Linked DNA regions of Mus musculus: region 1 is linked to region 2. The links are chromatin contacts, called in public HiChIP or PLAC-seq maps. All regions are on one chromosome and are shown on one strand. Each heading gives the region's core, a stretch centred on a gene start, on an enhancer-like site or on the middle of the called end of the contact. The rest is flanking DNA. Distances are from core to core; before and after follow the strand shown.

Region 1 (5,631 bases), core at 1,166-3,665, 920 kb before region 2:
TCTTAAAAACACTGAAGAAAACCAGAAATGAAATGGCAGAGGCAGACCAACCCAGAGTATACAAGCACTAATTATCTTTGCACAGTAAGTAAATAGCTCTGACCTGGAACCAGAATGGTAATTGCAGTCTGCACAGCCTTTCGGATGATGCTGTCCAGGGCAAACATCCAGTGTGGCTTGATGTTATGATTCCGAAGAACTTTATTGACCTGGAAAGACAGTGACCTTTAGTCTATGTTAATTTTTTACATTATTTATTACTATTATTCTCTTCCTGCAAGGTGTCTATGTGTTTATATGCATGGGCATATGCATAAGGAAGAGGAAGAGAAAGAGGAAGGCTACAGTTGTGGCACTTAAAACAGCTGCAGAAAGTGTAAAAGCAGGGAGAGTTCAAGAGGTTTTCAATAGACAATTCTCACCCTGCCAGGTCCTGACCGCCATGTAACACAGACAAAGCCTGAGCACATCCACGATTTGGAAAAATCAAGGGAAGAGAGTATAAATTAGCATCCACGCACAACGTGCATGTTGGCAAATCTGATCTTTTTCTTCTTTTCCTGCAACTGTTGCTGATGCTGATATAGGGGAATAATCTGCTAGAATATTCCAGAAAGCCCAGTCACATAAAAAAATGATTGTTGTAAAGATAACTTTTTACTATGACTGGTAAATGTCCCACCCATTTAAACAGTTATACACCCTACCATTCTGTTCTTTCAAAAACCTACTGTGAAGCACACAGAATATAAGACTTCCAATGTTAATCACTTGCATTTGCTCAGATGAGTCTTAATAATATAAAATTAGTGATTTCAACCACCCGAGGCACTATGTACCCCCATGTTACTGTGTGAAGGTCCTCGCCGTCCATCCTTAGGCCTCTTTCTCATATAGAATTGGAACTCGGGACTCAGTCCGATCTCAGCTCTCACCCAACAGTGCTGCACACCTGACCTGCGTCCATCCCTGTGGTCTGTGCTCCGGGAACCTCCCCAAAGTCAGAGGATGAATTCTCTGGTCGTTTTTAAAGACCATCCCGTTTGACTTAGCATGACATTCCTAGGACTCATCTACATTTATAACCTGTGCCAGAATTTCCTTTTTAAAGGTTGGACAGAATTCCCTTAACATCTGGATTGGGTCACTCTTCCCGGTTCACAATGTCACCTATGTAAGCAGGGCTGCGGTTAGAGAACCAGGTGGAAGCTGGAAAATGGTGGCTGAGCTCCAAACTCGTGCCAAGAGTCAGAATGACAGCAGCTCAGTCTTTCCATTGGTCCAGCCTCATCCAAACGACCCGGTTTAGGAGAGAGCCGGCCTGAGGCCTTTCGCATAGCAGTTGCTCCCAAGGAAATGAACTACTTCTTGGACCTCACTTGCTCCAGGGGATTCTTTCAGAGTGAGCTTGCAGTACCTCCATTTCTTAAATGGATCTGCCTGCTTATGTGTCTAACCAGGCTATCACTTAGAACATGGGAGTATTTCAAGTGTGAATCCTTCATAGCCATGGCCCCCCTGCACATCCCCTCATCACACAGCGTATTGCTCACTGCCGCATTACACAGCGTATTACCCAACAAGAGCACTTGACAGGCCAGGAGTGAAACTGGGTTGAGCGAGTTGCATGACTATGTCTGACCTGGGCCCAAGGCTCAGGATTACAGCTAACTAGCTCTCACTCTGAATTCTCCCCAACCTCCTGCCCAGAAGCCAATGTGTGGGCAGGCACAAATCAGCTACATCGTTGCACTGGATGGTAGATGGCTGGGTTGCCATAGTTGCAGTGTAAGCATGCCTTAGCATTTAATATTAGTGACAGGCCCTGCTTGGATTCTCTAGGACCTCGGTCCAGTCAGGAGAATCTTGTTCCTGTTCTTCACACAGCAGAAACACCAAGTCGTTTCCACTCAGAACACCAGTGACTGTGGAAGGATGAAGATTCAGTTTGGAATGGAGGATTGTTTCTTGTTTCAAATACAAATGTCAAGAAACTACCTAACACAGGAGTAATACATTACAAGTTAATATTAAACATTTAAATAAAACCACACAGTGCAATTTTATATTTGCATACAGGCACCACCAGATATTTTTTCCTGCCTCCCATACCTTGTGTGTCTGACAGTGGCTTACAAAGGTCTATTTTGAATCAGACTTGCAGAATAACTTCTGGTTTGTCTTGCATAAGACTGTCAGTGATCTCTCATTAGATCACGAGTAGTTTCCACTCACCAACTGCCTGTTTTCCAAACTATATTTATGGTGGGAAAATAGTGGATATTTACGAAATGAACTTGTTAAGAATGTCCTATATGGAAACCAGAGAAAAGCCTTGGGGGCTGAGGGGAGAGAGAGCATTTCAACACTGAGCATTCCCAGGTGTAACAGTGCATTTCTCTCAGTGGCCACTAGATGGCACTTCTTGTTCAGCATTACAAAACACGACTAATGTGCACTATGCTTTAGAGGCCCACACATGATCCTAAGGAGAAACCCAGTCTTGGGAATGAATGTCTGTAAGCCTTGCTGTTTCCCATGGTGGTTCAGCTGTGTGAGTCTCTTATCTTTGAGGGAACTCAATAAATACCTCACATCTGTCATCCGAAGAGAATGCAGTTTACCGAGTAAATGAGAGGGAACAGAATTTGAACTGTATCCCATTTCTATAACCAACCGACCCTGAGCAGAGTTTGTGGGGAAATGGCGGCCCGTGCACTTACCGCATCCTGGAAGCCAAAGAGGACCACCTGCACCTGGCTGATGCCGTGGCTGTCGAAGTCCAGCTCCAGCTTGAGCTTGGACAGTGTAGTGGCTATGATTTTTCGGTCAGTGGACCTCACAAACTCTCTGAGGCTCGAGATGAGGGTTGTGATGTGTTCCCACTTTAGTTTAGGCTCTTCAGCACCCTGAAAATAAAACCCGACAGGGCCTCAGTCACTCTGTACTCCACGCGAGCTCCCCCTTCTCAGTCTTTTCTCAGAAGACCTTTGCTCCGAGAGGCCTTCCCCAACATGCTTTGAACCCTGTGGCTCCCCTTAGTAGCCATCACTGCTGCCAGAAGTAACCAGTCTTTGGAGAAACAGCCGTACGCCCACGCTGGTCGGTAGCCAGGGCACATTTGGGCTGTGCCCAGATGGGGATAGGTTGAGGCGGTGAGAATCCTGCTGTTGGGAATTTTAATTGGACACTAAGGTGAGAGAGGGGCACGGAGCCATGGAATCTTAATCTCCGAGTCTGCCTGCAGAAAGGTCACAACCCAGGGTCGGGGTGCACCCAAGGACACGGGAGTAGATGCAGGGGAGTCGAGAATGACAATGGAAAGAGAAGAAGATAGAGCAGAGACGAGCAGCACAAGACGAACAGCAGCAGCCAAGCAAGAGCAAAGATGGAAGGAACCGTGGAGCTTTCTGTCTTCCGGACTCACACACCATGGTTCTCTAGGCCAGGCTCAGCTGGGTACCAGCCGGCTACCTCTCTCCTGGCTGTGTGTATCTATCAAAAGGTGTGCCTGGCCCTTCCATGGCCTTTAAAGTCAACTCCCTGTCGTAAAAGGGGCCAGGTTAGACACCACCATTGGAACCCCACCTTAACAACAACTGGGTAATCAGTTATAAAAAACAAACCAAGGAAACGTTCACATATTTAAATAGACCTCTCTTTCAAAGTGATTTTTATTTTATTTTATTTTATTTTATTTTATTTTATTTTAATGTGAGCAAGGCACACTGAGCCTGTAAAGAAAACCTAATCCTCATTAAACTTCAAGAATTTTTATTAAGCTAATTTCTAGTTCATACTGCATTTTCTAACTGTATTATTAAAATTAAGTTTCTCCACCAGGCCAATAAAATTCCCATCATTAGAATTCCATGAAAAATTTCAAAACACACCCTCACCTTCTCCACATATATTCTTGATTTGGGAGCTTGGTCCCCTGTTTAAGTTCTCATGAGAAAAGTCTAAATTGAAAGGCCTAAAGGCTGTCATTAAAGAAACATTTGAAAATTACACTGAGAACAATTACACTCTTTGTGTTTTTCTCATCACAAACTGAATGACAGCCAGAGGGAGGATTCACAGGCAACTTCCTAACACCGGGAAATATCAGGAGAGCGAACTGCTAGGAGAGCAAGCATTTATTTTTGACATCAGCTTTGTCTTTAAAGCAGCAGCAGCAGCAGCATGTTGCCTGGATGCGCGTGTGGCTGTCCTACACAGCACAGTCTCTACCCTGGGAAATGCTTCCCGTCCAGGCTACCACATCCGCTTAGTCATCATCATTTCTGCCCTAACTCCCGCCCCTCTGTGTCAGCTCATTCGAGGGCTTTCCTTTCTGAGACAGCATGTTCTGCAGGGTAAACCTGCCTCAGAACAATGGCAGCATTCGACAGTGAGCCTTTCCCACAAATTCAGCATTCACAGCTTTCCTGCAAAAGCCCTCTCTAGCCTTGTGTGCACAGGGGTGTGTGTGTGTGTGTTATATGCAGCTATGCACACATGTGAAGGCCACAAGCAGATATTGGGCTATCTTCCTCTCTTACTCGCTGCCTTATTACATCAATGCAAGGTCTCTCAATGATCTCCAAGGATCTTCCATCTCCCCTTGGGCTGGAGTTCTAGGCCTGCCCCGCCACACTCAGCTTTTTATGAGTGCTAGAGATTTGGATTTGAACTCTGCTCCTCGTTTTCACAGAAAGTGCTCTTGTCCACCGAACCCTCTCCCTAGTCTTTATTCCTTAAACTGTCAGCGATTTGTGAAAGGTGAGATACAGTTTAAAGAAGTTAAACTGTAATCAATAAAAACTGGGGCCAGGGAGACGGCTCAGTGGGTAAGAACACTCTCTTGAAAGCATGAGGACCTATCACTCGCGGAAAGAGGGGTCTTGTCTTCACTTGCCTGTAACCCCAGCATCATGAGGCAGAGACTGGTGGATCCCGAGAGTGCACTGGCCAGTCAGCCTAGCTGAGAGAGCAAGCTTCCGGGTCAGTGAGAGACACGGTCTTAAGGTTAGTAAGTCAGAGAGTAACAGAGGAAGACAAAGGCCAGCCTCTGACCTCCACGTGTGCATGCACCTGCACACTTGTGTGCATGCAACATACATCCCATAATATACTTCAGAACACACAACACACACATACGAGATACACACACCCAAAAATTAAAGCTTTTCATGGGTTAATAGACTAAGGACCTAACCGATAATCAATTCCCTTTGGGTTTGTTCTGTAGTGTAGAATGAAATGTAAATATTTCTCTAGAAAGGTTTTAAAACATTAAGAAAATAATGTCTACATAGAAAGGATTGTGATCAAGGTGCAGGATGTGAAACTCTCAGAGAATCAATAAAAACGTTATGTGTGGGGCGGGGGAGAAATTATTTCTCTCTGGTTGTGGAATAAAAAAAGAAACTAGGTAACTATTATTAGGTTGGTTGGCGGTAACAAGTTCGCATTTGTACAGTGTTTTTTATTTTGACCTAAATTTCCCATGACTCAGTGACTCCTGTCAGCAATGGCACATGAGTCTTTGTGAAGCAGCTCAGGCTCTGAGGAGGTCAGTATCTTACTCAGATGGCACAGCCTTGAAGTGATGGAGCCAGGACTCTGACTAAGGCAAGCCCAAACTTA
Region 2 (5,858 bases), core at 809-3,308:
TGTACAGACCCATCACTCACTCAGTTTCAGACTGTAAATGATTCTGAAGTCATTAAGAACTACCCAGAGCTTGCAGCAAACACATTATCATAGTTCCATCTAGCCTTTTCAGTGAACATTACAAACAAGCCTTTCGCTCTTGATCATCATAGTGGCTAGAGGAAAAGGGCTTCACTATTTGTAATCTACACAGGTCACTGATACTATCTCCATAGCTGATAGTTTCTTCTGGGATGTTGCTGCTGTCACTGCCTTCATGAAGCAGATTTTTAAATAGCTGTTATCATTTTGCTCCTGTTCTTGGAGGGTCACAGCTGAAGTAGACCATGACACGCCCACCTGATGAGCAATGCAAACCACTGATTTTTACTTTCAGTTTTGTTTTCAGTTCACTCCATGGGTCTCTTACTGGCAATGTTAGCAGCCAGTTTCTGTGTCATGATGAAGAAACTAATGTGAGACCAAATTAGACACATGTGAAAATAATGTCCTCAAGCTATGTGGTGACACCACAAACCCGAAGCTGCTGCCTGCCACTGTCATGAGTGTGGTCTGTCTCTGACAGAAATGACATTATGTGATGTACAGTTGTTCTCAGTACTCCATTTCATAAATATGTGCAAGTGCTGTGAATAAAGCTATAGTATAATTCATCTAAAACCTTTATGGATGTTGTGGCACTTCCAAATATTGTGAACTTGTCTATTAATACGTATTGACAATTTAGGTGGCACAGAAAAGGTCGGTGTGCTGAAGTAAATGGGAGTCTCTGAAGGGAACTGAAGAGAGGAGAAATGCTCTGACCCACTGGCTCAAGCTATGGAGGCTTGCTTCCTGGCTGATGGTCTCTAGAGGTGACACCTGAATCTTGAAAATACTTCATGAGGTCTGGGTTTGAGATTCCAGAAGTGTGTCCCGGAAATACGTCATGAAGACTAGGTTCTGAAAGACTGTTCTCTTCGTTGCTTCTAGCCCCATTCCCTTTGCTTCTTGTCCCACAGTGGTGTGAGGACCCTCTGTTACTCATTCCCACCACACTGTTCTACACTGTCTCTGAAGGACTGAAACCATATGAAGGGAGTCAAAATACAAATTTCCTCCCTTGTTGCTTTTCTCAAGAATTTTTTTTTCACAACAAGGAAAGAGCAACTTATGAAGACAGAGGAAAACATTGCTGCTGTTTTGTTTTGTTTTGTTTTTCAGAAAACAAGCACCTGTGTTTGATATCCCTTAGATGGTGTCTGTTGAGAATTAGTGAGTGTTACTGTTAAAAAAGAGGAGTCTATCTTGCAGCCTGACTGGAACCTGAGCTGACCCATCCCTGAGTGTCAGCCTTCTTAATTACATGCTTGAAATAAAAAGTTAATACCACTGAGGTAGATAATTCTAAACTAACTTTAGAAACATTCTATGTTTAATAGCTGGTTACATTTACTAGAAACAACACACAATTAATAATGTAATTACAGGTCACCTCACTAAAGCAATATATTTTATGAGGAAGTCTTTTCGGTTTGTTAGAGTAAATTGTATGCGTTAAGCAAATTTCAAAGAATTAATATATCAGGATTATATATTATAAGCAATAAAATTATGTTTTAAAATATCAGGTGAAAAGAGTCAATGGATTTCATATATACAGATAAAAACCAGCTTAAAAATACTTTTAAAAACTTTCATTTACAATGGAATTAAGAGATTAAATACTTGAGAATAAAAATAAGAAAACAAGGGGATGGAGAGAGAGCTCAACAGTGACAGCATGGGCTGTTCTTTCAGAGGCCCTAAGTGTCTTCCTGGCCCCCACGCTGACGGGCTCAGCTGTCTGTACCCCAGTTCCAAGGGATCTAGTGACTTAAGTCTGAAGATTTAGTGAAATTCCAATAAAACAAGTCCCTGCTCACTTCAAATGCTTCAACTCGATAAATGAACACTATTGTTCGCATGGAAAACTACACATGCTAGGAAAACACTGAGAAAGAAGAGACGTGAGGTGGAGTGTGGTGGAGATCGCAGCCCAGCCCTGACCTTCAACCACAGCACAGCCTTTGTCTTGAACACAAAGCGTCATCAGCACATGAACAGAAGGAATGCAAAGCTCACGGATAGAACGTCTAGAGCGTGGTGGGGGGTGGGGTGGGGCGGGGCGTGTTTATCCTGAGTCTTTTAGGTACAGATGGAGCTTGTTCTCTGATTAAGAAACAGTTTCCTTTATTTTCATCTTTTAATAAATGATACTTAATCTTATCAAACTGTAGTAAGTGGCATTATTTCTTTTTGGTGCAAGATTTTTGATGAAAGACTTTAATGTGGGTTTTTTGATTTTTTATGTGTGTGTGGGGGGGTGGAAATAATTTTAATTTATTTTTACTATTAAGCAGGTATTCATTATAGAAAATGATAGGTTTTATTATAACAAATTATCCAATAAACACAGTGGTACAATTAGAAAAATATTTGGAATAAAGATAAAACTATGTCCACTTGTCAGAGTTACAAAGATAAACTCCAAATGGAATAAGAATTCTATCAACTTGACAAATTCCAGAAGAACTCAGAGTGAGATCTTCTAAAAGCTGATTGTTGACTGAAGGCTCTCAACTTCAATTTAAAATTCAAATGCGGCCAGGCAGTGGTGGTGCTTGCCTTTCATCCCAGTACTTGGGAGGTAGAGGCAGGCGGATCTCAGAGTTTGAGGCCAGCCTGGTCTACAGAGTGAGTTCCAGGACAGCCAGGGCTATACAGAGAAACCCTGTCTTGAAAAAAACAAAACAAAACAGAAAAAAAAAATTCAAATGCAAAAGAGCAAACACAATAAATCTAATTACAAAAACTAATGCTAAAATCATAAAAGTTAAATAACAAACTAAGGGAAATGATTTAAGGTACATATTACAGACAAAAAAGAAAGACTAAAATTATTTTTTTAAATAGCGTAAGACACAATTCATTCCCCTAAAGAGATGTAAATTACCATGTCCTTAAACTAAGATAAAGATGCACAATTTCACCCATAAAATTGAAACTATATAAAGAAGCCACTTCTCGATCCTCAGATTGGGAAGTATTCAAAAGCTTGATAACAATCTTGGTGAGTCTGTAGAGACACGTGCCCACTCACACTTGGTGAGACTGTAGAGACACGTGCCCACTCACACTTGGTGAGACTGTAGAGACACGTGCCCACTCACACTTGGTGAGACTGTAGAGACACGTGTCCACTCACACTTGGTGAGACTGTAGAGACACGTGCCCACTCACACTTGGTGAGACTGTAGAGACACGTGCCCACTCACACTTGGTGAGACTGTAGAGACACGTGCCCACTCACACTTGGTGAGACTGTAGAGACACGTGCCCACTCACACTGCGGGAATGTGAAAGGGGACATACACATGAAGGGTTTAGTTTTGTTTGCACATCTAACAAAACCACACCTTTAGTCTTCAATTAATAGATCTTTTCCTAAGAGTTTATGCTGAAAATTTCCCTTCAGAATTTGAAAATAAATAAACAATAAACCTCACTTTAAATAAGCTAGCAATAAAACCTCACTAGGGAAAACTACAGAGTTTCCAGAAGAACTCAGAGTGAGGTCTTCTAAAAGCTGGGCCTTTTTTTTTTTTTTTTAAATAAAATCAGCCTTTTTATAATATCAAAAATTGGGTCTACCTGAAGGCTTGGGATATTTTATTTAAACGAGAGCACCACACACCTGCAAAAAAATATCTACAGAATACGTTTTGATAAACAATGTATCTACAAAGAATCTACAATATATTACTTTTCTGTAAGCAAGAAAGTAAGCTAAGGATACTTTTCCACCCCCATGACCCCTCCAAATAAAACCCCACAGAAAAAATAGTCCAAGAAACAATGAAGTTGTTCATCTACAAAGAGTAATAGAAGCAGATAGAAGTGATTAGAGATAGTAACCCTTTCTGAGCACACCTTTTGGAAATGGATGTGAGTGAATTGAAGTGGAGGCTAGGAGGGTAAAGTTCTAGTAACCTTTTTAACAATAAAACCTTACTAGAGAAAATGCAACTACATATTAATATTCTCTCTCTCTCTGGTTGAGTGACTCTAAATCAACTTGTTATTGGATGGATAAAAGAGCAACTATTCTTATGTCATTGAAAGTCAGGGTTCTCACATCAGAAGAAGGGAAAATAAAAAATGGGGTAGGGAAAGATGATGGTGTCTAATTCCTATGTAGAAAGACATTCCCTTGTATGTGTATGTTTGCATCTGTCTCTGGGCATATTTTCTTTTAATTTCAGCCCTCTGTTGGGGGTCTAAAGAAAAAGACACTTGAGCAGCAGTGAGCATACCTAGTGTTCAGATCTTAATTTCTAAATTCCATTTGCCATGGAAAGGAAACAGAGGTACTTGGGTAACTGGTAAGAACAGAGAAGATATGTGGTAAATCTTGCTGAACAAAAGCATAAAATGGACCTTGAACTTATGGACGTGTATAGAAAGTACACAGGAGCTATTTCAAAGGTTTTACAACTTGCTAGATCTTCTGGTGTTATTTAGGCATTAAAAAAAAATCATGATAGGGATAGCTTCTTAACACAGAGAATATATTTAGAATATGTATATTCATACTAATAATAGATTAAGTGAGAAGGAAAGAGAGGAATGAGAGGGAAAGAGAGGGAGAGAGTCATCTCTTATGGTGACACTTTTGCTTTTTGTGGAAAGAGTGTGGGGGAGCTGGGGTGGTGGTGGAAGGTGGCACAAGCCCTGTGGCACAGCTTGATTAGACTCAAGATGAGAAGAGAACTGTGATGAAGAGCAGGGTCCTTGGATGGGTTTAGGAAGTCTCCAAGTAGGCTGCATTCTGCTTTCAAAGAGCAACTCAGAAACTCCAGAGTGAAGAAAATGGACAACTAGGGTCAAGTGAACAGGATTACAATCATGAAAGAAGGGTGTACAGCTTATTCCAGGGACATATGAGAAGATCACACATCCATATGCATTGTTCTGGCCAGAGATGTGTTAGGAGACATCAGCAGACCTAAATGAAAAGCCATTGGCTTCAGTGTGAAAAGCAAAGAAAAGATAAAAGAATGGTTCTAGAGCAACAGAGATCAAATGGTCACGACAGCTAAGTGCAACCCATGGTGTTACCTTAGCACCTGGATGGGAGGGAGAGCATAAAACTTACACGTCACTTCATTGGGATAACTGGAAAGTATGAATAGCCAAAGCCCCAAGTTAATTCTGATTGGTAAATAAAGATGTCGATGGCCAATGACTGGGCAGAAGGGTCTAGGTTTCCTAGGCATGAGGTCAGGAGAAGGAGAAGAAAAATGTGCAGGAGAGGAGGGAGGTGCCATCACCATGAGTTAAGAGAGCGTGGCCTGAGAGCTGCCCAATTGTTGTTAAGAGTAGCCCAAATAGAACCCAGCAGATAGTAAATAATAACTTGAGGTTATCGATAGGAAAGTAGATTCTAAGAACTTGGAAGATAGGCAGCTGCCCAGCTATTGTGCTGTTTAGGGTTTATTATACAGGCTGTGAGTGTGCCTTTCATCCAGGAACATAAATCATAAAAGGTAGGGTAGAAACCTCAGGGCAGGATTTTAAATATTTACTACAACAATTTCATCAATGGGAAATGTCCCACGTTTGATAATCATACCACGTGGTTGCATAAGAAAATGGTTACTCAGGTTTGGAAAATTCTCACCCTTCCGAGAGGTAAAAAGAAGTGTAATGAGACAAACTCTTAAGTGGTTTAGAAAAAGTACAGGACACCAATATAAGTAATCAGAGAAAGTCAGGAAGATAAAAAATAAAATATCAAAATCCTAAAAGTTTGGGAATGTAAGTTAGGTGTAGACAGA

The links. HiChIP or PLAC-seq counts read pairs in DNA pulled down with a chosen protein or histone mark.
Region 1: a contact with region 2 is called in an H3K27ac HiChIP or PLAC-seq map of embryonic stem cells, with 4 times the contacts expected there. The contact joins two enhancer-like sites. A contact is called at or near these places in 4 of 115 datasets of contacts at active chromatin or transcription factors (double positive thymocytes and embryonic stem cells).

The regions. Positions count from the first base shown.
Region 1 is chr10:20,122,230-20,127,860 of GRCm38.p6, reverse strand. It overlaps Map3k5 (mitogen-activated protein kinase kinase kinase 5), which reads right to left. Exons shown (of 30, transcript NM_008580.4): 24 at 2,724-2,909; 25 at 104-209. Among named protein-coding and RNA genes, the nearest start is that of Map7, 46 kb to the left of the region's middle. Within about 2 kb of position 2,415, at least 27 of the 459 cell types and tissues checked have an H3K27ac peak or open chromatin away from gene starts, as enhancers often do. A contact at or near this core is called in embryonic stem cells, where this site is marked.
Region 2 is chr10:19,204,476-19,210,333 of GRCm38.p6, reverse strand. It overlaps Gm20139 (predicted gene, 20139), which reads right to left. Exons shown (of 4, transcript NR_038021.1): 4 at 2,387-5,858. Among named protein-coding and RNA genes, the nearest start is that of Gm40607, 36 kb to the left of the region's middle. Within about 2 kb of position 2,058, at least 55 of the 459 cell types and tissues checked have an H3K27ac peak or open chromatin away from gene starts, as enhancers often do. A contact at or near this core is called in embryonic stem cells, where this site is marked.